2 separate regions of the Sus scrofa genome follow, and region 2 is linked to region 1. Evidence: chromatin contacts called from public Hi-C data. All regions are on one chromosome and are shown on one strand. The core of a region is the stretch at or near the end of the contact, and the rest is flanking DNA. Distances in the headings are between cores, read along the strand shown. Region 1 overlaps CPEB3 (cytoplasmic polyadenylation element-binding protein 3). Region 2 overlaps IDE (insulin-degrading enzyme).

The links. A called contact is a pair of places that touch in the nucleus more often than the background predicts.
Region 2: a contact with region 1 is called in a Hi-C map of skeletal muscle, with 4 times the contacts expected there. The contact joins two enhancer-like sites. A contact is called at or near these places in 7 of 47 Hi-C or Micro-C datasets (embryonic fibroblasts, fetal heart ventricle, heart right ventricle and 3 more) and 1 of 2 datasets of contacts at active chromatin or transcription factors (skeletal muscle).

What each region holds. Positions count from the first base shown.
Region 1 is chr14:103,718,176-103,720,875 of Sscrofa11.1, reverse strand. The region is part of intron 9 of CPEB3 (cytoplasmic polyadenylation element-binding protein 3); the gene reads left to right. Among named protein-coding and RNA genes, the nearest start is that of CPEB3, 150 kb to the left of the region's middle. Within about 2 kb of position 1,440, at least 16 of the 83 cell types and tissues checked have an H3K27ac peak or open chromatin away from gene starts, as enhancers often do. A contact at or near this core is called in skeletal muscle, where this site is marked.
Region 2 is chr14:103,997,172-103,999,871 of Sscrofa11.1, reverse strand. IDE (insulin-degrading enzyme) reads left to right here. Exons shown (of 25, transcript XM_001925381.7): 23 at 2,200-2,272. Among named protein-coding and RNA genes, the nearest start is that of IDE, 110 kb to the left of the region's middle. Within about 2 kb of position 1,336, at least 11 of the 83 cell types and tissues checked have an H3K27ac peak or open chromatin away from gene starts, as enhancers often do. A contact at or near this core is called in skeletal muscle, where this site is marked.

The sequences.
Region 1 (2,700 bases), core at 191-2,690:
AGTTAGGATCCGCACAGAGCTATGGTCTCAGCCTTAGAGGCCCCAGAGTCCAATGGAGAGAAATAAACATGTGAATAGTAAGTGGAGTAAGGAGTCACGGGTGCTGTGACAGAAGCATAGAGAGTGGCTGTGGGGGTCAGGGGCAGCTCACAAAGCAGAGTGGTCTGATGTTCCTGAAGGAGTCTGGCAAGCCTTTAGCGGGAAGGTGTTCCCTTGAATCTTCCAGTTCTAGGTACCAGTATTAATCATAGCATCTAATTGATAATGGCTTTATTATATCATGCATAGAGCAAGGACATTCATCGCCATTTGGGGAGGCACAGCTTTTGCATGCTCTGTTTTTGTACTGGGTGCCTTTAGGAAACAGTATATAGAGTGCTGTTTGAACTGTCCCATTGGGGCTTTAAGCCTTGGTTTCCATGCATCAGGCTGTGCAGCTTGGTGCCGATGGCAGCAGTTTCCTTTTTGTACCTGGACCGTTTCCTGAGACTGATGTAGGTTGGAATATCCTGGGAGGGTGAGAGAATTTCCCAGGGTTGCTTTTGGCTCCCTGTCTAGGAAGAATCTTGGCTATTTTGATGAAGTGCTGTGCTCTACCAGGATCTGAGGAGTGGAAGGAATAGTCTGAGTGTAAGAGAGCTTTTTGCTTTGAGTCCCAGTAGAGTTCTTCCTGAGGCCCCAGAGCTGCCGAGGGTACAGAAGTCTTATCAAGGCTGTTGACTCTGAGCAGCTATTAGGTTCCTTCGCCCAGAACAGAGAGGGAGTGCATCTCCTTTTCCTCCCCATTGGGTGGAGGGCAGCATTTGAGAATAGTAGCTAGCATCTAAACGCCTCAAAGTTGGCTGTTATGGAGCTGTGCAGTAAAAATTAGGTGGAAATGAGATACCAACTACGAATGTGCTTTGAAGAGTCCAAACCACAATTATTGCTGTTATGGCTGTTAGTTTTGGTGGTTAATAATAATAAAACAACCAGGGAAGAGTTAAAGATGCCTCACAAACCACAAACTAGTTTATTTGTGATACTGTGAGGCACCCCAGTCATTCTGTGAGGCCTCTGTGGCCTAAAATAGAATTGCTGACAGCTGGGGTGGGTCTGAGTTCATTACCACTACAGCTGAGCTGCTGCAGCTGCATGTCAGCGGACCTCAGTCCAGCTGACTCATCCTGGCTGTCAGAAGAGCCGGAATGCTCCTGCTTGTTGGGGAGAGCAGTCCTGATGGTTTCTGCGGTATTGTTTTTCCAGTTCATGTAGATTGAAAGGATTGCAGGATTAGGAGAGAAAAACGGAGACTTTTTCCTGAAGAGCTTGAGTAGGAGTTTGAAGGGAATAAAAAAGAGGAAAAAGAAAATGGGGCAGGGTGGAAGGGATGCTGCGCCATGTGCTTTATGGATCATTTGTGGGAAAGAGATGGCAAGGAAGGGGCTTTTGTTCAGGTAATTTCCTAAACTGGCCACCAGATTGCACTGTTGAGTCTGAACAGTTTGGTTGCTTTTTAGAGCTGCCTTAAGATGAACAGACGAAAAGGAAGGCACCATGCAGTAGAACGTTCATGTGGTGAATATTTGTAACTTAAGGAAAGGACCAGACAAGGATGAAGTGTTCAAAATGAGCTAAAGATAGCATTGTTTACTGGTAGATGAATGTCTAAATTCTGAATAGAATTGGTCTATACTGAAAGAATTCTAGAGCTATAGGATCATGTTCAGAAACTTGAAACTCTAAGGCTTTTATTTAAAACTGTTCTTACTGAAACCGTATGTTTTTTCTTATCCTATTATTAAAGCTACAATACAGATGCATTTTATATTTAATTTTAACTTAGAGGCCTTTGCAAATTTTCAATGAAATTTTCTTTTTAATGTTATCTTGTAGCATCCTGTCAAAATAAGTGACCTATATTGCATTTCTTAATTTTGTTTCCTAGCACTTGGCCTAATCTTATCCCTGTTAATGACTTTCAGTTTCAACTAGAATGAAACTTTAGTTAACTCTCTGAGAGCAGTAACAGGAAATAAGTGAGGAAAAGGCCTTGATGTGAGTGAAGTTTCTATGATGTTTTGTTCAATTAGTTCAAGCCTATTGTGCTGTATTTTAATACATACTAAGAGTAACATATAATAGGGTAGTGTTATCCAGTGTGGATATTAATAAGTTTTATGCAAAAAAATGGAAATAATTTGGAAATGCTGGGTTAAACAATGTTTGAACAGATTCCTTTCCTATAGAACTTCTCAGAGCCTTTAATTGATATATATGTTGTTGTGCCGTGAAACTCCAAGAAGGAAGAGGTAGTTTTTAACTTTTCCCACACACTGCTTGTCTGGCAGAATAACCCTGGGGAACCTGTGCTTCACAGAACACACTTTGGGAAACCTCGAAAAGGAAACTTAGTGCTTTCAGTACTAAGTGTTGCTATTACATGTTAATGTTATGTTCTTTTAGATTTTTTCTTGAAGGCTGTTGAAGTCACTCTATGGTATAAATTGGCATATTTATACTCCCAAGCTTCATATACGGTTTTTGCCTTTATCCTTAAGAAGATTTGCCTTTGGAGATAAGAATTATTCAAAGCTGATTATTAATTCAGGAGATGAGAATTCAGAAGACAAGTAATTTAGCCAAAAGTAGGTTTATGATCCTCACCAGGACTTCCATAGGGATATATGCTTAAAAAAGAAACCAAAGAAAAACGACTTT
Region 2 (2,700 bases), core at 87-2,586, 280 kb before region 1:
CGTTGTTGTGAGCTGTGGTGTAGGTCACAGATACAGCTCAGATCTGGCATTGCTGTGGCCGTGGCCGTGGCGTAAGCTGGCAACTGTAGCTCTGATTCGACCCCTAGCCTGAGAATCTCCATATGCCACGGGTGTGGCCTTAAAAAAACAAAAGACAAAAAAAAAAAAAAAAGAAATATAGTTGATTTACAATGTTGTATTAATTTCAGGTATACAGCAAAGTGATTCAGTTATTCATATATATTCTTTTTCATATTTTTTCCATGTAGGTTATTAGAAGAGATTGAATATAGTTCCCTGTGCTGTATAGTAGGGAAACAACTTTGTTGTTTATCTATTTTATATATAGTAGTTTGCATCTGCTAATCCCAAACTGGAGATCTTGTGAGTTTTAAATTTCCTATGCTCAGTGCGAAAGTCTGTCAAGAGAAAAGAGAGGCACGACCATTAAAGTTTTCCCAGTGCAGCTTTTAGAGGTCTATACTATCTAAATTTTCCCCACCTGTAACAATTCTTAGAGGAAGAGTAAAAAAATTTTTTAAGTGGACATGTAAAGTGTAATAAGCATACTAAGGGCAGAAATTAAAAAGTTATGCTGCAATGGAGTTGTACCTAAATTGTTACGTATCTCCTTTGTGATGTATTTGTGTAAAATACTTTTATGCCTACTTTATAGGACATGATGCAAAATTAAACTCTGTAATTACCATAGTGCCTTAGAATTATACCCCATCTTGTGTTCTTAGCCATGTCTCCTGGTTCATATCTGACTTATTAGATACTAGGTTTTTTGTCAAGAACTCAGTCCTGCTTTGTGCTAACATCCCTGGGAGGGGTAGCACCTGCTTCCCATTGTCATTTTTTCAGGGCTGTGTTGTAACTGCCAGAGTCGGTACTTGCAGTTCTCATTAGGATGATTTTGTGAAATTAGTTGTACAGTGAAGGCTGATGAGATCGAATTCACCACTCTTGGTGCTATGTGGGAGAGTGAGGAAAAGGGAATAGTCCTTGACTTGGAGTTGCTTATCCTTTCATAGAGAAAAAGGGTAATTTTCATGGTCTACCAATTACATTTCTTCCCAGATCCTCTGCAGAACGACCAGGCTTAGATCTTTAGAAGCAAACTTTTTACTCTAATCAGTAAGAAACTCTCAGATGAGGGACTGTTACTGGAAACAAACCTGGGCTGAGCTCCTGAGAGAGGTGCTTCTGCCAGCTGGCAGGAGCCATGGTCAAGTTTGTGTGCAACCTCAGCAGGGCGGCCATTGCAGCTGCACAGGACCAGGCTTATAATAACTGTTCCATAAATAACTGTGAGTCACTTTGGCTGTGTTGATGATCTCTTCCTCTGAGGATATAAAACATTAGTTCTGGCTGACCCATCAGGGGAAGCTACATCACAACCTAAGTTTTCCCTTTGGAAAAGACAGATGCAGGTCCAGCATTAAGGAAGGGGTGGAGACGTACTTCCTGACAGCATCATTCTGCCAACCAACCACTCCTGGCATTCTTAGTAGTAACTTAGGGGAGCCCCTCAAAGCAACGTGGTAGAATGGAGAGAACAGAGAGACCTTACTTCTGGCACCACCCATTATGAGCTGTGCAATTCTAGCAAGTCATTGTACCTCTCTGCATTTCAGAGTCCGAGTTTCTAAAATAGGAATCATCATGATGCTTAGCGTACAGAAAATCAAGTGAGCTAACATAGGAGAGGGGCTGATACAAGACAGGACTCAAGAAATGTTAGTTTTATTCTCTCTTGGTACATGAGGAACCACAGCAGTGCCCCGATGTGGAACCTGAGAAGGTTCTTGGTGGAGCAGACAGTGTGGTCATCCCTTTACTAAGCTCAGACTGTTTTCTCTGCAGACACTATCACTAGGTGCAGCCCTGCATCCCACCCTGATGAGTACCTTTCAAGGTTTTCAATCCCATGGTTTTATTAGCCCTGGGACCTTGAGCACTTAATCTCCTTGGGCTCAGTTTTCTTGTCTGTAAGGTAGGGTTAAGAATAATTCTTGCCTGCCCTCCTAATCTTCGTAGAGTTTAAATGAACTACTGTCATTGAGGGAAAAGATAGAGAAGCATCTCTTCTGTTTCTGACTGTGTGAGAGCTGATTCCTCATCGTTGTAAGGGAGCACCCCAAGTTAAGTTCTGCGGTAGAGCGAAAGGGTGACCTTGCTCTTCTTTCCACCTAGGAAATGTTGGCAGTGGATGCCCCGAGGAGACATAAGGTGTCTGTCCATGTTCTTGCTAGAGAAATGGATTCTTGTAAGTATCAAGACTTGACTTTTTAAAAATTGTGTCTTTAGGCACATGGTACCTGTCCCATGCCATAGCCACGTCCTTTATAGAGCAGCAGGAAGTAAAGGGGCCTGGAAGGGAACTTACTGGGCTCTGGGTCTGTTCTATCAAAGCAAAAATGAGAAAAGGGAAAGAGTGAGGCAGTGAAGGAAGTTGGACACCAGATGGCAGTGCTGAGCCAGCCACAGCTCGGTAGGAAAACCCTGCCAGGTGCTGGGAGGACCTCTCCAAAGAAGCAGCGTGGAGCCCTGCACGTGGGGAGGGAGGGCAAGCAGTGTATCTGCTCTGTCCTTGCCATCTCCTGTCTCTAACTGGCCAAGGTTTGCCCCGTAACCATTAACTCCCCCAGATTTCTGGGTTCTTTTACTGGGTCCTTCTGGGTGGTCAGAGCCTCA